Linked DNA regions of Rattus norvegicus: all the other regions are linked to region 1. A link is a contact called in public Hi-C data. All regions are on one chromosome and are shown on one strand. The core of a region is the stretch at or near the end of the contact, and the rest is flanking DNA. Distances in the headings are between cores, read along the strand shown.

What was found. A called contact is a pair of places that touch in the nucleus more often than the background predicts.
Region 2: a contact with region 1 is called in a Hi-C map of the A7r5 cell line, with 4 times the contacts expected there. The contact joins two enhancer-like sites. A contact is called at or near these places in 4 of 12 Hi-C or Micro-C datasets (the A7r5 cell line, the Rat2 cell line, Schwann cells and 1 more).
Region 3: a contact with region 1 is called in a Hi-C map of Schwann cells, with 4 times the contacts expected there. The contact joins two enhancer-like sites. A contact is called at or near these places in 6 of 12 Hi-C or Micro-C datasets (the Rat2 cell line, Schwann cells, hepatocytes and 3 more).
Region 4: a Hi-C map of the A7r5 cell line shows a contact between it and region 1, with 4 times the contacts expected there. The contact joins two enhancer-like sites. A contact is called at or near these places in 3 of 12 Hi-C or Micro-C datasets (the A7r5 cell line, the Rat2 cell line and mammary epithelial cells).

The regions. Positions count from the first base shown.
Region 1 is chr7:49,310,510-49,315,913 of GRCr8, forward strand. No RefSeq gene overlaps it. Among named protein-coding and RNA genes, the nearest start is that of Krr1, 49 kb to the right of the region's middle. Within about 2 kb of position 2,337, at least 7 of the 93 cell types and tissues checked have an H3K27ac peak or open chromatin away from gene starts, as enhancers often do. A contact at or near this core is called in the A7r5 cell line and Schwann cells, where this site is marked.
Region 2 is chr7:48,894,090-48,899,493 of GRCr8, forward strand. No RefSeq gene overlaps it. Among named protein-coding and RNA genes, the nearest start is that of Phlda1, 43 kb to the left of the region's middle. Within about 2 kb of position 3,097, at least 42 of the 93 cell types and tissues checked have an H3K27ac peak or open chromatin away from gene starts, as enhancers often do. A contact at or near this core is called in the A7r5 cell line and Schwann cells, where this site is marked.
Region 3 is chr7:48,963,048-48,968,451 of GRCr8, forward strand. No RefSeq gene overlaps it. Among named protein-coding and RNA genes, the nearest start is that of Phlda1, 110 kb to the left of the region's middle. Within about 2 kb of position 2,959, at least 25 of the 93 cell types and tissues checked have an H3K27ac peak or open chromatin away from gene starts, as enhancers often do. A contact at or near this core is called in Schwann cells, where this site is marked.
Region 4 is chr7:48,979,208-48,984,611 of GRCr8, forward strand. No RefSeq gene overlaps it. Among named protein-coding and RNA genes, the nearest start is that of Phlda1, 130 kb to the left of the region's middle. Within about 2 kb of position 3,249, at least 10 of the 93 cell types and tissues checked have an H3K27ac peak or open chromatin away from gene starts, as enhancers often do. A contact at or near this core is called in the A7r5 cell line, where this site is marked.

The DNA of each region.
Region 1 (5,404 bases), core at 1,087-3,586:
ACATATGTGGGTGTATCCTTTTTCATTAATTGTCTTTTTATTGTTTTTCTTTCAATTACAAATACTTTCCATGAAACGTTTTAATTCTAAAAGTCAAGTCTCATATATATGGCTCCCATATTCACCCTCTAAGGTTTCTTGCACCTAAATTTCTTCCATCCCAACGTTTGTTCTCCTTCTTAGCTTCTCCTGCTATTTTACATTTTGCTGATAAGCAGTTTGTGTAATTAATAACCTTATCTCCCCATGTATGAGAAAAACAAATTTAGTGCATTCTAATAAGGAAGCTGGAAGGACAAGGAGACATTTTATTGCCACGTTGACGCTGATAAGAGTAGAAATAAGCTGGTTGCTCAGAGACTCACATAATGAATAGTATTTGTATGCATAGTTCTATTACTTTTGGTGTTAGAGCTTCAATATTTCTTATGAGTATATTTATGAACAGCTACACAGTTTAGAATTCTTTAATACGCCGCTCCCACCGGATAACACACTGGTTCTTAAAAGTCACTTCATCTTTAAGCCTGATCTTAATCTTGTGTTTGTAGTTCTCAAGGCATAGGGGGAGTGCTGTTTTCTGAGCTGCTCGGCGTGGGGGTGGGGATGTAGGAGAGTGGGAGGGGTTCTAGAAAGATCATTAAGGCCTCATCCAGGCATATATTCTATAACTGTAGCTTGTACGCGATTGAAATGGGGGAAAGGTCCTTGTTTTGTTTTTGTTTTTTGTTTTGTTTTTGTTTGTTTGTTTGTTTGTTTTTAAAGCAGAACAAAACCTGAAAGTTTTAAAAGTTTAAGACCCTTTAGAGCATGAATAGTGGGATCTCTAGTATTTGTGGTGAAGTTTTAACATATGCCACGTGACAGCCTCCTCCTTTGAAGTCAGTGAAGCCTGTGAGATCATGATGGACTCATAACAGAAGAAGCTCTGTGAAGAGCGGCCGAGTTGCCTCTGCCCTTATTTCCTGCGCATTGATCCTGTGATGTGAGCACATCTGTTACCTCCTTCTGCAAAGAGAACTGTGTGCCACATGACAGTTAGTCCTGGGCAGAGCCACGCAGGGTCACACAGCTAAGGAGGGCTGGGAAAACAAACCTTGATCTATATGACATTTATCTATCTATCTGTCTATCTGTCTATTTACCGTAAGCTTACTTTCTGCTCTGTCCTTCCAAGTCAAAGGCAGAAGTGAGTGGATAGGACCCACAACAGCTCTCACATTGTAACGTTACCCTCTGACTAGGGGAATTGATGGTAAGGCAGGGGCTAGAATATCTTCTTCCCAATTAACATGCATTTTTTTTCTTAGAGCAAGGGGACCTGTTTGACTGGCTTGGGGATAGAAAAGGCATCCTCTGTTTGGACTGCCTCCGTTTGGACTTCCTCACGCTTCATTTGTGTTGTTGGACATTCTCACTTATCATTAAGACGAGCAAAAGATCAATGTTTACAGCACTCTACCTCGCCCAATGCTGTGCTAGCTTCTCCAATGTTTTCCTATCCTCAATGATGATCATTGAAGTCCATGGGTTGACTTTAGGAAAAGTAAGAAGGTTTGAATCTGGCATTCTTGGAAAAACTCTGGGATCTTTCTCTCCCCTACCCTCTCTGGTTTCCTTTGAAAGGCAGGAGTGTTCAACCAACCCCTCCTGCTCCCTGGACTGTGGGTTGTAATGAGGGTTTAAAGAAACAATGTTTCCAGTTTAGGACTCTAATTAACGATGTTCCTGTTGAAGACTGAAGCAGGTAAACAATGGACTTACAGTCTTTACGATCTATTTTCGAAAACACCTTCAACGCCTCATCCAGTAGTCCTTTCCTTCTTCAAAGAGCAAGATTTAACTCCTTCATATTATTACATAGATGTTGCCTTTGTTTCTGTATGATACAGTGTGTGTGACTGTTACACGCACAAAGGAAGGGGGGAAAAGGTTATTTATTAAATAAGTTATTCATCGTAACAAATTTTAATGATTTTCAGACCAGAGCAACCATTTTTTTTCCTGCTCCTCCATCATAACTTTGACAAATACTTTCTCCTTTAGAGTTTATTATGGAAAGATTTCATTTTTATAAGCACACTTTCTTTCATGGACGCTTTAGTGATTCTGAAAATTAAGTGCTACTGGCATCTCTTGCTCTGAGCTCAGCAAGTGAAGAGAGCGTCATCGTTGAATTCTGCCTCAAGTCAGAGCAAACGCTTTTTGTCCCTCTTTTCTCCAAAGAAATAAAATCTTTATGTGCTCTGTATGTGGGGTAGGAAATAACAAGGAGGTCATTGTTCTCTGTCCCGCCTAACTGCAAGAGTAGACTGTTATTCTTTCAAGCACTGCCCCCTAGTGGTGAAAATTTTTCACGGTTTTAGACTTGGCATCTTAGTTAATTAAGCCTTCCCCTGCCTTGCTCCGTGCTGTTTCTGGAAAGAACCTGACCCTCTTCATCCTGTGTATTAAAATAACTCTTAGAATGAGAATTCCTGACACCATGGGGACTTTTACCTAGCTGTCTCACTGAGCACGGAATAGATGAGAAGAAATAGGTTGTAGCTTCTCACTAGTCCTGGGAGCTCGTGTTAAAGCAAAAGATAATACAAAGGGATAAGAATATTCAAGGAAGAAAGATCCACACCACAGATGAGGCGGAAAGATTATAAGAGCCAGAGGTAAGGAATGAGTCTATGGAAACAGTGTCTTCCAGACACGGCAAGCCCTAATGCACATATGAATTCACAGAAATGGTGGCACTGTGTACACGTCCCATGGTTCAAACCAGACAAAAGTCCCAGCACTGGGAAGGGCAAGTGGCACAAAGTCTCACTGCTAACCGAGAAGCTATTTCTAATGGATACCTGATGGGAAAGGCAAACTTACTGTCTTTAATGGAGTAGCAGTGAGGATATCAACCATACTCCAGGGCAGGAGAAGTTAGTCAGCACAAAACAGTCTCTCTCTCTCTCTCTCTCTCTCTCTCTCTCTCTCTCTCTCTCTCTCTCTCTCTCTCTGTGTGTGTGTGCTTTTTTGTTGTAGTTTAGTTTTCTTGGGTTTATTTTTCTGTTTTTTGGGGGTTTTTTTGCTTTTTTTGTTGTTATGTTGCTGTTTTGAGAGAGAGAGAGAACATGAAGTTGGATGAGTGGGTGAGATGTTGAGGATCAGGGAAAACTCCAGGAAGAGAAGATTATGATATATACATATATGATATATATTCAAAAGAACAAAAATATAGTACCTTAAAATTAAAAGTAATTCGAAGGAATGTAAACAAAGAAGGGCATATTGTTTGCAGTTTTCAAAATTAGCATTTTAAAGGCCACTTTGCTATCTGGACAAACGAACTATTCTGAAATGACTTGCTGTATGAGAAGCAAACAAGGAAACTGCCTTGAATTGCTGTGTCCTCTTTATAATGTCTTCATCATCATCATCATCATCATCATCGCCATCATCATCACCATCATCATCATCGTCAGTATTATTATTGTTGTTGTTGTTGTTGTTGTTATTTTGCCTTTGAGCAGACAGCCTGTTTGAACCTGAGTGAATCGCTCATGTTGGGCAGCCACTCTGTCTGAGGTGATACTCATGGACACTTGTGCCCCCTTTTACTTTTTAATTTTAGGACGGGGTCTCACTAAATTGCTCAGGCTAGTCTTGAACTCACTTTGTCGCCAGACACGTCCTCAACTTATTATTCTCCAGCCTCAGTGTTGAGTAGCTAGAATTAGAACTGTATATTTTTAAGAGACACAGGAAGTTTTGGGTTGCCTTTTCATTATTTGGTCTTTCTAAACAGGTTTCCTTTACTGTAACGTATGGACCTGTCTTAGTTAGGGTTTTACTGCTGTGAACAGACACCATGACCAAGGCAAGTCTTAGAAAGGCAGACACTTCATTGGGGTTGGCTTACAGGTTCAGAGGTTTATTCCATTATCATGGCAAGAAGCATGGCAGTGTGCAGGCTGACATAGTGCTCGAGAAGCAGAGAGTTCTACGTCTTGATATGCAGGCCAGAGTGACGCACTGGGCTTAGCTTGAGCACAGGAGACCTCAGAGCCCACCAGCTCACTGACGCATTTCCTCCAACAAAGCCACACCCACTGCAACAAGACCACACCTCCTAATAGTGCCACTCCCTATGGGCTAAGCATTCAAGCACAAGAGTCTATAGGGGCCATTCCTATTCAAACCACCACAGGACCATAATATCGCCTACCTGAAATAAATTAGTAATAAGCTTATGGGCTGATGCTTGAAAAGATACCAACAGTTTCCAATTCCTCACAAATACCAGGTATTCCGTTAAACATTTTTTTTCTTTTTTCTTTTTTTCTTTTCTTTTTTTTTTTTTTTTGGTAATATTTTGACATAACGTTTAGAAGGTTCTTCATCTTCTAGCCAAACCACAAAGGATGAGTCCTTCAATGAAGCATACAGGACAGTATTCAAAATTAATTTCCATTTACTTGGACCAGTTTTCTTTGCTGTGTATAGATAAGCCATGTTTCCCCAGCGCGCTCAGCTACAGTCGTACTTACTGGTCTCCGAGGGGCTCTTGTGTTTCACTCCTCCTTAGAGGACAGTTTCATACCAAGTATGAGTCCATATTAAGAAGCCAAATTTTATGGCTGCTCTAATACACTCAAGAGCATGAACATAGTGAGACTAGACGCTTCTGTTGTTAGTCCCCAGAACAGTAAGCTGGCCTTTGCGCCCAAAAGAGCAGAAACCGCGGACATGTAAAAGACAATTTCCGGGAAGCTAAGATCTGGGGATAATCTGTGAATCACTCATACTTTTCATTGTCCTCACATGTTAGGATCTAAAGCCCTTCAAGATTACATCATAGTTTGTAGCATCTCTCAATCACAAAGTGCCCCTTTCCTCCATAAACCGGCTCAATGCACAGCTGGGCACATTTTTGTGAGCCTGGCTGATGCGAGCCCTCCCCAACCCTCACTTCCGTTCCTCTGAAAGGTGCCCTTGAGACTTCATTCTTGCTCAGTGTCCTGTGAAAGGGACAGAAGCGGCTGCCACCTGCTCCAGCTTTTCATTAAAGGCTCATCTCTGGCTTGTCAGCTGACTTCTTCATGCTCATGCCTTCACAGATCTCTCCAGAGCTGGAGAAAGTGTTATGGTTGAGACTAGAGCTAGAGTCAGAAATCGCCAAGATGGTTGCTCTGCCGAAGCGAGAGCTGCAGAAATCCTCCAAACATAGGCAAATGGACTTGTTCTCGGCGGCAGGAAACCCTGAGTGGGAGGGAAAGGAAAGATAAGATTTTCAAATCTATCCTTAACAGCCTGGCGCAGCTTAGGGAAATGTCACCGTCTGCTGCTGTACTTATTAGAGCTAATGAGCTTGAAGCAGAGTGGGAGACTAAAAGGTCTTCTTAATAGTAAACAAATTCTG
Region 2 (5,404 bases), core at 1,847-4,346, 420 kb before region 1:
GTTGCTGGGAATTGAACTCAGGGCCTCTGGAAGAGCAGACAGTGCTCTTAACCGCTGAGCCATCTCTCCAGTCCGCTTACATTTTTTTGAGCCAGGGTCTCGTGTACGCTCAGTTTGTCCTGAACTCAATATGTAGCAGAGGGTGACTTTGAATATCTAATTCTTCTGCCTCTGCCTTCTGAGAATTTGGACTGCAGGTAAGCGCCACCATGCCCAGTGTATGCACTGTTGAGGATAGAGCCAGGGCTTTGTGCTTACTAGGGAAGCACTGCAGTGTAGAGGGATTTTTTTTTTAAAGATTTATTTATTCATTTATTATATATAAGTACACTGTAGCTGTCTTCAGACACACCAGAAGAGGGCATCGGATCCCATTACAGATGGTTGTGAGCCACCATGTGGTTGCTGGGAATTGAACTCAGGACCTCTGGAAGAGCAGTCAGTGCTCTTAACCGCTGAGCCATCTCTCCAGCCCGTGTAGAGGGATTTTTAACCCAGTAACATGACTACTTTGGCTGGAAAAAGACATGCCCTTAGCATACGCCTTTAATTCCAAACATTGAAGGCAAAATTAGTTTGTAGAAGGAAGCACCCATGTTTGAAAGTGCTGTCTAATTGAGTGGCGGACAAAGTAATGAATCGGAGGAAGATTTGACGGAATAGAATACTCCCAACTCTCACAAGACCATTGAAGAGAGAACAGCACAGAGAGCGGGAGGAGGCAGTTTTACCTGGAAAGTTTTACAGAAACAGGTTGAAGAGAGAATAAGCTAGTCACAGGTGAAGACAGAATGAGCCAGAGAATGAGAAGCCAGAAGGTTAGAACATATTTCCAAAGTCAATATGAGGCCAAGCAGAGCAATTCAGTCAGAAGCTAAGAGAAGCCAATTTGAATCAGTCAGCTTCTTGAGGAGTTTTGAGCCGTAACAGCTGAGTTGAGTGCCCAGCCAGAGTTCAGAAAGAGCTAGAAAGGGTGAGCTTATTCAGCAGAAAGTCTTAGAGGCTAAAAACTTTCTAGGCCTAGATTAGATTGTTTGGAGGCTAGAAGCTTCTAGAACTAGGCCTAGGTTGGCAGAAAGAGGTAGTAAGCCTCAGAGACAACAATTATATCAGGTTAATAAGTTACTTTTAATCTGTAGCCTCTAAAAATGGCAATTATCGTAAAACGACTATTTCCTTATTTGAAAATACTGACAGAAATGGGGTAGAAAGTCATAAGGAGGTAGAGGGAGATTACTGGTCTACCTGAATACCAACTGTATAAAAATCACTGAACTGTGAGCTAAGGATTGTGGCAAGACAGAAAGACTGGGTAACTTTATCAGGTTGATGTGAGGGAAGGGAGCCCCTCACTTTCGAGTCGACATAGAAATAATATTTGATCCATATACAGATATTTTATTATAAGGAGGCAACAAATAAAATGTAAAGTTTCAACGTATATGGCCTTGGGTAGACCCTCATCTCATGGCTGTCCCTAGACATTTCCTGGGAATCGCAAACAAAACAGTTAGCTTTGTTTATGGTGAAGAGAGCCTGCTTCCTTGCATCCCCACAATCTAGCCTGTTACCTTATCAACTGTCATCCCGACAGATGCCCCTCAGGAACTTGTGAGTGACCTCCCTTAGGTTTCTTAGCAACCCTTTAAAGATCCTACTTCAAACCCCACCCACATCCTATATATGAATATTAGAAAGAAAATAAAATGTCCCTCTCTTGTCCTAGGTTTGATGTCTGTATTAAGTCATCTTTGTTAAACCTCAGTCCTGCCTCATAGCAGCTGGTGCCGGGTTCTTTTCTGCATGAAGTCATGGATCTTGGGTTTGTCCAAGTTGAGGTCTTTGAGAAGGACCTCCTGTGGCCCCTGGTTGCTGTAATTCTGTCCTGTGACAGGTGGCTGAGGAATTTACATTACCAGCGATGAACGCTGAAGGCAAAAAAACAAAACAACAAAACAAAACAAAACAAAACAAAAAACAACTGATGCCGCCTGCCTGACTGGAACAAACTGTCTCTGTCTTTGTCACTTAAGCTGCTGGGGGAGCGAGAAGAAGAAATGTGGATGTATTCAGTGCAGATCGGAGAAAGGGATGCACGGGGCTTCCTTTTTGAGAAACGGCCGGAGCATTACCCACTCTCCAGTGCCTCTACAAGCACAGAAGGCCGTGAACTGAGCTGAGGGGTTCATGAATGCCCCCCACTCCCACTTCTGTAATTATGAGGAGTATTTTTTTTCCTTGTGAAGCGTGCTGCTTTGAAGGATGGTGTCTTCCTTTTATAATAAGGAGTTTAGGGAGCTAAGCTGCCATCTGCAGACCCAGATGAGGAGGGATGTTACATTAAAAACCTACCTTGGCCTGAGGAAGAACTTTTAAACTCAGACATGTAGTTAACAAAACTCTAAGCTGAAGTGTGAGCAGAGAAGCTGAACGCTCTCACCCCCGCACACTGAACTCAAATAGACTCAAATGCAGGCAGTGAGAAGCACACCGTCAGGTGTCGATTTAAAGCTCAGCCTCTGGTCTTCACTGTCTGTTTACTCTTGGCTCCGTCTGCTATGTTCTTCGGGAAAACTGTATTTTTGCTTTCCTTTTAACATCTGGAATGTTCTCATTCTGCTTTTATTTCAAACTTCAATCACCCCTACACTCGTTAGATTCCTCTTGAGATAACATTCATGCTCCTGCCTTGTGACTGGAAGCTCTCTGCCTTTCCAGAGGAAAGGCTCTGGGATTCCATCTTTTGAATCCGTGAATCACAGAGGCCTTCCCACTTGCACACTGGCGTGAGTGCAGTGGATTTCCTCTAAGCAAGCCAAGCAAATTCTCTAAGTGCCAGATGTAAGATGGGAATTCAAAGGTCACGGTTCTCCTCTGGGCTGCCCCCATTCCCACCCCAGCTAGGAGTGTGAGAAGTTCACATTACTGCACAAGACACCACTGGGCACTGCTGGCTCCCGTCCCTGCCAACCCACAAGCTCTGCTTTCTGTATCAGAAAATGACTGTTTGTATTTGCAACCCCTGAGCTCGGTCTCTCCTGACCCGAGTCTCCAGCTCTTCCAGACCATGAATTTACATCGTTTCTGTGTGTGCCTTGTTTGACTGCCTCTTCTCCAGCCCCGTGAGACAGTCTGTGGGTGGTTCCCCCTCCCAGCTGCCACCCCCATGAAGAATGACAAGGGCAAAGGTCAGAAACTTCTATGATTCATTTCCTCTTTGCTGCACGCAGTGGATAGCTTTCTGGATGAGTCACTCGGATGCCAAGTAGGGGGGTGGGGTGGGGGCTCCTTTCCATGAGCCCCAAGGCTCTGCTATGCCCTCCGTTAGAAGAACAGAGTTCTTAAGAGCCCCTTTCAAATTTTTGTATTTTCCTCTTGTGGTTTCAAAAGATCATCTGTGCCCCCTTTCTCTGCCCGATTTGTAAATGCAGCCTGCTTGCTTGGCTACCTTTTATTATCTAATGTGGTCTCCCTAAATTTTGACTCCAGAATCGCCAGACACTTAAAACATACCTCAAACTTACTCTTATATTAAAATATTTTCCAGGGGCCAGAGGAATAGCTCGGTGAGCCAAGTGCCCATTGCACAAGCGTGAAGACTCGAGTTCAATCCCCAGAACCCATATGAAAAAGCCAGACGTGGTTTGGGTGGTGGCAGAGGTGCACGCCTGTAATCCCAGCTCTCAGGAGGCAGATACGGGTGGATCTCTGAGTTCAAGGCTATCCTGGTCTTCAATGTGAGTTCTAGGACAGCCAGGACTATACAGAGAAACCCTGTCTCTAAAAAACTAAAACAAACAAGCAAAAAGCTCGATGTGCTGCCTGGTTCACACTCGTAATCTCAGTGCCAAGAGATAGAGAAGAGAGAGAGGGATCCCCGGGACTGCTGACCAACCAGCCTACTCTGATCTGTAAGCTACAGGCCAATGAAAACGTTGTCTCATGAAACAGGGTGGGGCTGGAGAGACAGCTCAGCGGTTCTGAGCAAGCGCTTCTCGCTTCTCGTGCAGAGGCGGTAAGTTTAGTTCCCAGCACTGACTTGGGGTGGATCATAGTCGGCTGTAACTTCAGCTAGAGATCCTCTGACACGGCTCTCTAGGTACCTACCTACATATGAACATACTCACACAGAGATGCACACTCGCATAATTAAAAGTCACTGGACATCGGCGGTGTATTCTTTTAATCCCAGCAGTTGGCGTTGGGGACAGAGGCAGAGGCAGGGGGAATCTCTGAGTCCAAGGCCAGTATGGTATGGTCTATAGATCAAGTTCTAGGACAGTTAGGACTATACAGAGTAACCTGTCTCAAAAACAGAACTAAACAACCAAAAAATAAAAATCAAATGAGTCTTGGAAAACAGCAACAACATGGTGAAGGCATTTGAGGAATGACTTGTGAGGATGACACATGAACACATGGGCACACAGGGACGTGGACATGCATGTGCATGCATATGTATACACATTCACACACAAAATAAAATATGCTGTAACCTCATTTAGACGAGACTGTTCAGAGAAGTGTAGTTATGGCTCCTCAAAAATCCACCTTCCAAGGGGCTGGGGATTTAGCTCAGTGGTAGAGCGCTTACCTAGGAAGCGCAAGGCCCTGGGTTCGGTCCCCAGCTCCGAAAAAAAGAACCAAAAAAAAAAAAAATCCACCTTCCAGGGGCTGGAGAGATGGCTCAGTGATTAAGAGCACTGACTGCTCTTCCAAAGGTCCTGAGTTCAAATCCCAGCAACCACATGGTGGCTCGAAACCATCTGTAAAGAGATCCGATGTCCTCTTCTGGTGTATCTGAAGACAGCTGCAGTGTACTTATATATAATAAATGAATAAATCTTTAAAAAAAAAAATCCACCTTCCAGAATGAGAGTCTGGGGACAGCAGACATCACTGCCATAAGATGACATTTAAACACCTTGCACTGATGTCTCTATCAAGGTGTTGTTTCCTCAATGAAGGGAGGTCACTCTTGTTTCCATCTTTAAAAGGTATGAAGTCAAATATCCAAACAGAAAACTAAGTGCATAGTCTAAGAAATAATTATCAACAGAACACCCTCCATCAAGAAATGAAACAGGTCCAGCCCAGAAGTCCCTCCTTTGTTTGCCTTCCAGACCACGCCTTTGCCACCCCTTGGAGTACCCCTATTTGTGGTAGCTACTTCCTTGCTTTTGTGATTGTGTCTGTGTGCTGGGTAATTATTTTTAGGGCAGTATCACCTTTATCTTCTGTGGGTGGCACCGTGTAATTCATTTGTGTTAAGTAATGACCACAGGGACACGGGGCTAGCTCTGTGTGCACCCACTGCTCTTTCTTCATCTCAGAACTGCACAGAGCTGCTAACCCATTCCTAGCCTCTTTCACTAAGTCTTTTCTCTAGTAACGAACTAATAGC
Region 3 (5,404 bases), core at 1,709-4,208, 350 kb before region 1:
GGGAAAAGGCATGCGATTCACTAACACTAATTTGTTCACAGAAAAGTGAACTTCAAAGAAGCAGTAGAAGTTTATTGTCTATTATGAAGGAAGGAAAAGGGTTTGAGGTCAAAGGAACAATAAATTTGGAAACAGAGAAATTATGGGTGGGGACCAGTGAACAGGAATGGCTATTCATTGAGGTCTACTTACACACACACACACACACACACACACACACACACACACACAGACACACACATGTGCACATACACCTGCACATGCACATACACACGCACAGACATGTGCTCGAATACGTGCATGCACATGATAGACACATGTGCTCACACACACATTCATTCATACACGCACACTCATGACACATATGCACACACTCACACACGTGTGTGTACACACATATGTGCGAGCACACACGTGCACACACACACACACACATCTGGTATCATCTCCTATCTTCAACAAGATTTTCAAGGAGATGAGGATGATACTAAGACTTTTGTCCCAAATATTTCCCCTTTCCCCTCCCTTCTTAGTTTGATTCTATGTTACTCGAAATAACCTTTTTGCCAAAATGACAATTTGAGGCACCTGTTGAGGGGCAAGTGTGTGTTGTGAGGTGTTATACTATAGTTACGAGTAAGAACTTCCATGAAAGGCTAGACAAGCCTGCTTCTTCAGATAATGCCCCCATTTGCTCAAAGGAGGCTGTCTCCTTTAGCTTCCCTCTGTCCTCCAGCAACCCTCTTGTAGTAATTAAGCTGCATTCTCTTTTCTTCTTTGGCTGCAACATTGTGATTGGCCATCATGACGCACAATTCCCTGTCAGGGCTGTTAACATTGGATGGGAGTAAAGGCAGGTTCATTTTACCTGAGAATCCAGTTACACTGTCTCCTGTGTCCTGGTCCCCTAAACAGCAGTGGTCTTAGGGCTGAAGCTAGAATATTTAGGAGGTAGAAGGTGACTTGGGGTTGGACCTCTTCAGTGGTACAGTGTTCATGACTCATCAGCCAGCTCTGTGGGACTCTGACGAAGCTGCCTATGAGACACCTCTTCCTGTAACCTTCTTTACGTTCTCTGGAAAAAGCAATTGGCATCTAAATAGGGACTCATCCGAAAGGAGCCCTACTGTGTGTGATAAAAAGGCAACCGAGGCTGAGGTATCTCAGGGTGAAGCGTCTGTAGGCAGAATCCTCGTGGCTGTAGTTCCTTATGCTTTATGAGATGGACACATCCTTGCTGGGGTGGCAGTGGCATGACCTTGGTTAGGGTGCTGCGGGGGTCCCCTGTGTAACCTGTGATTTGACAGGAAAAGTGAGGGCTAGGGAGGATGAGAGGGAGCTTGTCATTTCTTGTGGCCACCGAAGGAGTATAAGGAAAAGGCAGGTACGAATTATAACTGCACTAAAGGGCTCGTCAGATCCAAGTGAGGAGAACCGGGTCTGGGAGAGGGCAAGAACACGGTACAGCTGATGATGAGTCGTCGGGGTACGGAATGGTCTATGCTTGATCCCCAGAGCTCAGGCCAGAGTCTGCTCACTAAGAGTTAAAGAACTGGTTCCCTCACCAGGGACCATTCCTGAGCTCAGCAAACCTGCACAGTGGGACCTGATCTCTACAGGACAGGAGTTCCAGTGGATCTGAGTTACATCGGTGTAACCGCTCAGATCAGGTTGGTAAAAAAACACTAAAACAGTCAAGAGTGAGTTCAAAAGGGAGAAAGCAGACAAGTTTGCGTCTCTCAGATGCTAATGTGGCAATGTTTGTGCTGGGTCTAAGAAGCAATGGACAAAGACCTAGATTCTGTGCTGTGGGCCTTGGTAGACTCTAAAACTTGGACAGCAGTTTACAGAAGGGGCAAACAATATGGATACAGAGGCAATCTCTAAGTCTTACTATGGAGGAAGGAGTTCTCATGGGGTAAGAACTACTCCAACTGTTCCCCTAATGGGCTGGCCAAGGTGTGCCTCAGAGGAGGCACAGTTTTAAGTTTTAACGTTAAAACAAAAAAACAAAACAAAACAAAACAAACAAACCCTGAATCAGATAGGGGTAGCTTCCATTCTCAGGAAGCTGAGGCAAATGGACACTAACATCATTTCAATGAGGGAGATAAATGGGACAATGTACTCCAGGGGGCCTGACTTGCAGTGTGCTGTGTTACTGGTCACAGGAGCTGGAGGTACAAAGTACAGAGGATTGGTATAGGGCTTTTCTCACTTTGGGAATGGGGGTGTGGGGTTTCAAGCCATCTCTGTGAAATTCCACTTGGGAGTGTAAAGGCAAGATCTATGCATCCAAAGGCAAGCCACAGTTGTCGTCTGGACTGGTGTTTGCAGTCCTGGAGCAGGGCCAGCACACCTGCACTGTGAGGTTCCCTCCCACCCTCCCCTCTCCAGGGATCACCCGGGACTTCAGAAGAAGTATTTGTTCTAATCCTTTCTGGAAATGGTCTTTGATATTTTCTTTCTCTCTGTGTGTGATGATCATCCTAGAACCGACCTTTTTTCTTCTTTTCTTTTTTTCCTTTTTGGAGGTCTCTCTCTTTCTCTCTTGCCTGCCAAATACATTAATAGCTTACGTGGGGGTGTGACTCTTGCCAAATCATAGAAATATTTTCTCTTTCGGTTTAACCGTGGACCCAGCTTGCTGGAAGAATGGCCTTTCAAAAGATAAATCTATGAAATTCTGGGGGTAAGATCCTGGATTTGCAAGGGGCATTGTTGTAAATGTCAGTGGCTGGGCTCCCACTGCCCGCTTGAATGGCCACCACTGTCTACCCTCCCTAGCCTGTGGCACTGACTAATTCAGCACACGTGGGCATTCTGCTTTTTCTGTGAATCAGAGTCATGCCCCTCTTCTCTGTCTTCCTTTTTTTTTTTTTTTTCTGTTGTGAACACTTCCCAGTTTTCAAGGTTATGATGAAGTTTAGACTCCTCCCCCTGTTTTCTGGGTTGCTCTGAGCCACCATTTCTATGACTGATCCCTGGAGGGACTAAGAGGGACTGGCAGGAAGATGGTGTGAAAGCAGGTGGGAAAAGGGGGCTGGATGGAGAGAGCGACTTCCCTGGAAAGTTCCTTTCCGTACCACTGGGAGGGAATTGACCCAAAGAACCACAGAAACGAAATAGATCCCAGTAAAAACTAGCATCATGGGCTCGATGTCCTTAACCCACTGAGTCCCCAGGACTCAAGTGCCAATGGTGTTGAGTGGATTGTTCTGGAGTACACTTACAGCCGGAAGTCACCTCTCCTAGCTCTCTTTCTCTTAGGTTCCAAGCACTGCTGGGGTTTTTCTCTTGAGGAAGGGGAGAAGAGGGAAAAGGAGAGCGGCCAAACTTGGGCTTCCTTGGCTATGGCCGCTGTGCCTCTCTTCCAGCTGCAGAGCACTTTGTGAGTGACGAATGATACAGAAACATGCCTCCCGTAGCCAGCTGGCCCTGCACCAGGTCTTTGTAAATACCAGCCAGGGGCAGCATTGGTCTCCAGCCAGGATCCAGGCTGGAGGAGCAAGTCTTAGGTTCTCAGCCCTCACTCGGGGCTCTTCCCAGCTCACAGCTGTGGAAGCTCAGACCGCATTGCTGAAGTCTTCGAAGCCTCCTTTGCGAGGGGTTTTGCAGGCAATGCCTGCCCTGCTCCCACTGCCTGCCTGTGTGTTTGCTTTGGCAGACTCTAGGTACTCCTCTCTCCTGCACTCTCATCTCTTTGATCCTAAGTCCCCTCCTGCTGCTTATTTCTTCTCCCTGGAGGTACAGAACATATGCTTTCTTTGGAAGAAACATCTAGAGGGTGCGTTAAGTCATTTAATGGGTAGGGGGAACCTGTAGATTAACTGAGCCATGTGTCTTAAAATCTCTTGTATCTGTCACTTTGTCAGCCTGGGAAAGACAACTGGCAGGCATGAGAGAATTGGTACAGTAACAGAGTTGGGTCATTGTTTCCTGCTTTGACGATGCCTGTGTTTTCATAGTTTCACAGCTCTGCATTAGAGAGGCAAGCATTTTTTTTAATTATTGATGTATATTACACATTGATAGCCCCCCCCCCATTTTTTTTTAGACAACATTTTGCTATGTAGCTAAGGTTGGCCTCAAACTCAGGATCCTGCCTGAGCCTCCTAAGTACTGGGATTATACGTATGACACCACACCCTTCTAATTGCCTGTGGTTTTTCTATTCATTCTCATTCTCTCTCTCTCTTGGAAGCATCTCATGTGGCTCAGGTTGACTTCAAACTCACTGATGAGCTAAAGATGACCTCAAATGCCCAGTTGGTAATGTGGAGATGAAGGATCCAACCTAGAACCCCGTGCATGTTAAATGAGCTCTAACCACTCAGCTGCACCCTTCGTCTCAATTTTATTTTTTTGGGGGGGGGTGGTTAATGGGCAAAATAATGTTTCCTACAGTAAGTAGACTATTAGATATGATGAAACACAGTGAATCATTTTGGCCAGAAGATGTCTCCATTTATTTCCCCAGGGTTTTGGTTTGGTGGTTTTGGGGTTGGGGTGGGGGTGGGGTAGGATGGAGTAGGGGCTTGGAACAAACAGATGAATTTCTGAGAATGTTTTTGAATTTCAATTTTGGGTGTGTGGGAGAGGTGTGCATGTGCAGACATCATAGGCAAACTCTCAGGAGTCAGTTCTTTCCTTCTACCACATGCTCCCAGGGATTGAACTCAGGTCCTTAGACATGAAGACACATGCTTTTACATGCTGAACTATTTCCCCAGCCCGGGGAAAAATATTTTTTTATAATCCACTTATTTTGAAATGTGCATCAAATCATCATAACAAGGATTTCAAATGTGGGGGTTAGATTTTCACAAAGGAAGAGAGGAACAGGCCTGGGCAGCCTGGCTTCTGGTCCTGCTTTGCCTCTGAGTGACCACAAGACCTTGGGTAGGTATCCTCTTTGTGACTTCTCCTCTCTCCCTGTAAAATGATGGGGAGGCGTGGACCACTGGATAAGGCTCTGGTTTCCTTTCTACCCTTCTGATCTGAAACTCAGTGTCAAAGCTGGGATCCTGGTAGCAAGCCTGGTAGTCTTCCTCAGAGAGTGGTTATATTGTAAGGATCGGTAAGAATGTGTCATGGTCCCCTGTGAGCAGATGGTCTCAAATATGAGTGGGCAGGAGGTGGTAGTCACCAAGTGGCCTGTGCTACCTTGAACTGGGATCCTTCCCAAAAGCTCAAAGTCCCCATCTTGAGCACCTGTATTTGAATATAAGGGCTTTTAAGCTGGGTGCACACCTTTGATCTAAGCACCGATGCAGGCAGACCTCTGAGGCCAACCTGGCTACAGGGCAAGTTCCAGGATGGCTAGGGCTACATAGAGAGGTCCGTCTCAAAAACAAACAAACAAACAAACAAACAAACAAACGAAAGAAAGGACCTGATTGAG
Region 4 (5,404 bases), core at 1,999-4,498, 330 kb before region 1:
TGTATCACCACTGTCCTGCCCGTTGTATTCTTTTAATGTGACTGGAGTCTGAAGATTTTACTCCCTTTTTTATTTCTCTGTCTTGTTTGTTGGTGCTGGGCTGGAACTCAGTCTATTGCACACACCAGACAAGCACTGTCCGTAGACCTACACTCATGGCCCCTTTAATTTCTTCTAATCACTTGGCTGGACCTTCATGGCTTCTTTAATTATTTGAGAAAGGGGTTTCTGCTTCCCTCTTGCACCCTCCTCCCCACATCAGGTTTTGGAGACAGGGTCTCCTGTAGCTCGTGCTACCCTTGATTTTGCATTGTAGCTGAAGATGAGCTTGAACTTCTGATCTTCCTGCCTCCAGCTCTGGAGTACTAGGGACACCAGGCCTGTGCCACCATTTATGGTTTTAGGCAATTGCTAAGCCTTGTGCATGCTAGGCAAACATGGTATCCACTGAGCCACACCCCCAGATCTGCTACTGTGTTCTCTGTCGAGGAAGATGAGTGTTGGAATTCTGAGGTTAGAGTTAACCTAGGTTGCTGGGTTTTTTAAATTTGTTGACAAGTATGAGGTTACACGACAAAGTTAACTTTTGTCATTTTGTTTTCTCAGTCTGTGCAATGAGTTTCCCTAGAGAAGCCAAAGGCAGACGATCCCGGTTGATCAGTACCCTTGTCTCCTTTAAGAGCTGACAGTTGGCTTGGCAGAGACCAGAGTGAGAATGCCGGCTGGAATTTGGGCACTCTCACGGAATTAAGACAGAGCAAGGATCTTCCCAAGCTCTTCCTGAAGCACCTTTAAAAGTGAGGGATTTAAGCTGGGGTATGGGCTTAGAGGTACTCACCCGGCACTTCAGGGGCCTGGCTTGTCTCTGACAGTGATTTTTTTTGAAGTCACTGCTCCAGTTCGTTTTGCAAAACAGGCTGTTGTAAGCCTCGATAGAATTCCCAATTCATAAATAAGAAAGGAATTAGCTATGCCAGCCTCAGGAGTGGCCGTTTGTGTGCATAGTCTGGACTCACATGGCTCTGCGGTAGGCATTGTTTGAGAAGTAAGAAAGCAGCAGGATGAAATTTCAGCCTTCTCCAAGCCTGCGTCCCAGCCAGGGAAGTAGAAAACAAGCAGACCTCATGGTAAGAAAGGTTATAGATAAAATCAAGTAGAGTAGAGGCTGGGAATTTAATAAGTTATTAGGGATGGACAATGATACCCTGTATGATGGGACTCTGAGAGAGAAGGATCAGAGGGCCCCAACTCTCCCCTAGGAGATGAGGCTAGACTGCAAGCACTGTTAAATACTGTAAGAATACTATCATAAAGGTTTTTAGAGTAGGAACCCTTCAGAGTTTAGGTTTTCTCCAAATACACTAAGCTTTTAAATGCCAGGCCAAGCCCTTTGATTGACAACTGTCAGACCCTTCACTCACACCCAGCTGCTTTAATCTGGAAGCTTTCTGAGAAGCTGCTTTGCACATGGTACATAGGGTCTTTCCCGGAAGGCTTGGGAAGAACCAGGAAACCATGTTTTCTGTGTCAAGAGGCCTTGCTTCAGTCAGAACGTGCCACAGACAACTTAAACCAGCCTTGGGAAAAGCGGCTTTGGCTTAAAGAAGCTTCTATAAAAGCCAGCTGACCTTATCTTATCTGTCCTATAGTAGCTAGCCTCATTCAGGAGTGGGGGAGGAGCCTCCTGAGTAATGCAATATGTGATTGGTCCATATGCAAATAGGTGTCACTTGTGATTGGTTAAAATCGAGGCGGCGATTGGTGGAATGAGAGACTTCATATATATATGCTACACCCCTCTTCTGGTTGTATTGGCAGGCTGCTTTTCACTCTTTGGGCATCTACTCACACTGTGTCTCTCCAGTATTGTACCTGCTACCTTGTGCTCCAACACTAGACCCTAGTTAAAGCTTCTCTTAAGTGGTCTTTTCTTTTACTGCTCCAGACATATCCGGAAACAGTGCAGAAGCAACAGAAGAATGTCAGAGATCAGCCAGAGGCAGCAACTTGAGGCTCTGGGCACTGGAAGAGGGCCACAGAGCGTCTAAGGGTTCAGAACCATGGGTCTGCGAATGAGAATTTCTGGAAAGAAGCTCTGTCTGTAGAGACTGGTTGATTGACTGGAACTACAGTACCTTGGAGGGGTTGGAATGTTGCAGGTCCAGAGGCTAATTACCTTATTTGGAGCTAGTTCCAGGCTTCCTAAATGACCGTTTCTTGCTCACGCCCCGAGTCAGAACTAACATCTTGTGACTAATAGATAAAACCCTTTTGAAATCTCTTAACTTAGCAACCTGATAGCTTCCACCAACCCAACAGCTAAGAATGTTCTCAGATAGCATCTTGGACCCATAGGCAAGCTTTGCCCTTCTTGCTGTATCTCCCTCTGATGTACCCACCAATGTGTTTTAAATTTGCCTCCGTTTATGACTTCTGTAAAACTATAAAACGTCATGATGGAACATGGAATTTGGGGTAACCTAAATCTTTGTTTTTAGCCCATGGTCACACAAAATGGCTCCAGAATGAACTATTTCATTCCCTTTAAGATAAGAGATATTGTTGTTTTCATCAACAGGTTCTAACACCTGAAATTTGTGAGCCCCACAGTCCTATTTGTAATAAGCCTCTCATCTGAACAGAGGGAGCTAGGTCTCTGGGTTTTAAAACGTGAGGCAACAAGTCTGGTTCTCAGGGCCCAGAATCATAAAACTCTGCCTTTGAAACTCAAAGCGTGTTCTGGACACAGCACCTGGAAAGCTACAGGTCTTTGGTTTTTAAAATGTGTAGCCACCAGTCTCAATTCTCAGGGCTGAGAGCTATTAGTCATTGGGTTTAAAAGTCAAGCCCATAGCTTCTGGTATTCAGGAATGCCAACCCTGAAAAAGCATTCCCTAGTCTGTGATTTCTATAGAAATAGAGCAAGAGGGCCCTTAGCCAGCTCTTGTGAAGAGATGTCCTAGAAGAGGTCTATGAGTGTGCTTCACGGACACCTGGCAGAGGACCCTGGTAAGTGAGGACAGGAGTGTGCTTGCCATGTCTGGGATAAGAAGGAAGCTTGTTACACTGAGTCATCATGACTGGTGGGGATGGTGGTGCAGAAGAGAAAAGAAGTTGTGGGGTGGATCAGGAAGGATCTTGTAGATTCTTGTAAGAAATTCTACTTTGGCGCTGAGTAAGAAGGCAAACCATTTGTGGCTTTTGATCAGAAGAGTGACATCATCTGGCTTTTGAAAGGACCAGTCTGATGACTAAGTTGGAGAAAAGCTTAGAGATGCATGTGTGGAAGAAGGGTATTTACTTGGGAATCAAGTACAGTAGGAAGGTCAGGGGTGACAAGGTCTTGCACCAGGGTGGTCATGGTTACCAGAGAGGTCATGATAGGATGTGAGAAATCTGGAAGTCTGCTTCCAGACTAAGGTTTCTAGTGTGAGAGAGATGGGGAAGAGATGAGGTATGAGACAGCCTCTCATTGAGATGAAGAAGCCCTCTGAGGGGCAGACTTGGGTTGATGTTAGGACACAGAGTCTGACATGATGATGGTGAATCTAAGAGGGGATTGTTCAATCTCAAGGAGACCAGAGACAAATGGCTACTGAGGTGTCTGTTGAAAGCATCAAAGCAGACTCTGGTATGCTGGTCATTGCCTACTCACAAGTACCTGTTACAAAGTCATCCTCTACTCTAAACCTCTCTCTGCCCCCTTCCCTCCACTCCCCTCCCGCCCCCTTCCATTCACTTCCCCCAGCTTCTCTTTCCTATATAACCTCAGTCATTTTAGTTATGAGCCCTCTTGCCCTCAGGGTTTTCATATGAGCTTTTTTGCTCCTGATTCCTCTCTTGGCTTCCTCCTGTCACCTGTCACCTGTCGCCTGTCACCTGCCTCCTATCTTCTCTTCCTCTACCCTAAACCCTCTTTATGGTTCAATTTATTCTGCTGGACTGGTTTAGCCTGGACCCTTCCAGATGCCTCTGGCTGTGCTCTCCCTCATATGTACAATAAAACCTTCTCCCTCAACCACACGTGGGAGCGGTCATGTCCCCATTTTTCATTCATCGCTGACAAAGATAGAGCAGTGTGGACCTCAGGGGAGATACTGGGGCTGACAAGCTTAATTCGAGAGCTTTAGTGTATAAGGACAGCGGGCAGAGAGGAGCAGAACAGAGCACCAAGGCATTGTAGAATAAAGTCCTTCAGGCAAGACAGATGCCATCTTCATTGCACCACTTGAGCCGACCAATAAAAAGACCAGCTAGAGAAATGGTTCTCAACCCGTGGGTCGAGACCCACTTGTAGTCAGCATATAAGATGTTTACAGAACAATTCATAACACTCACAAACTTACTGTTATGAAGTAAAAACGATTAACTTTATTCGTTGGGGGCATCTCCACAACACAAGGAACTGAATTAAAGGGTCGCAGCATTAGGAAGATTGAAGACCACTGATCTGGAGCTAGCCTGCTGACAGTTGATTCTCCTCGAGAGAAGAAGGTGGTGGGGAGGATCTGTCCCCCACCTGAGATCCTATCCGTTTCCACTTGCTACTCCAATCCATCTGCAAAAATTTTTCTCTAATTGCATGTGACTTCAGGGTCAAGGAAGCTGGAGGTTATATAGACTGGGCAAGATTAACCAAGGGGGTGGGAACTCTGTTTCTGTGGCTGTGAGAAGTCATTTTCTATACTGGGTGAAGGATTTCCAGTTTGACTGATCTGGGGTCTTCTATGCTTCTGTAAGTAGTCCCTGAACACATGCACTGAAGGGTGTAAGTCTAAGAAACTCATTGGTTCCTCAGGGCTAACTTAATGGAATTATACTCTTGGCTGTTGCTTGAAAGAAGACGGTAGACCCCGTTTAAGTCTCTTTAGGGATGGGATTCTCATGAGATGCAAGGAAACAGCAGACTGGTATAAATGTAAACGTTTCTGTGGCTTAAAGCTTTGATCTGGGGGTGGGGAGCAAAGTGAACATTAGGTAAAGAAAAATGTCAATGACTAAGGAGAGTCAGCTGATGTCAGCTGAAGACCATCAGGCCCATATATGGGGGACAGGTGACCAGTGACACAGCTCCTGTGAAGGCTCAGATCAAGGGAACACTTGTGATTTGTATCCAAAATGTATGCCTGCTTTTCTGAGGCAGCCATGGAATGGTTAGGTAAAGTATCTCACAGCTCTGAACCGCAAAGCTCCTCTTGTTTCCCTCCGTCAGCTCCAGCTCTAGCCATGGCAAACTTCTCCACCTTCAGCTTTAGTGTATGAGACAATGCCTTGCTATGGAGCTCTGGATGGCCTGGAACTCACTGCACATCTAAGCTGGTCTTGGGCTCTTAGCAATGTTTTTCTGTCTCAGCCTCCAGAGTTCTGGGATTATAGGTGTGGACCACTGCACACAGCACAGCCT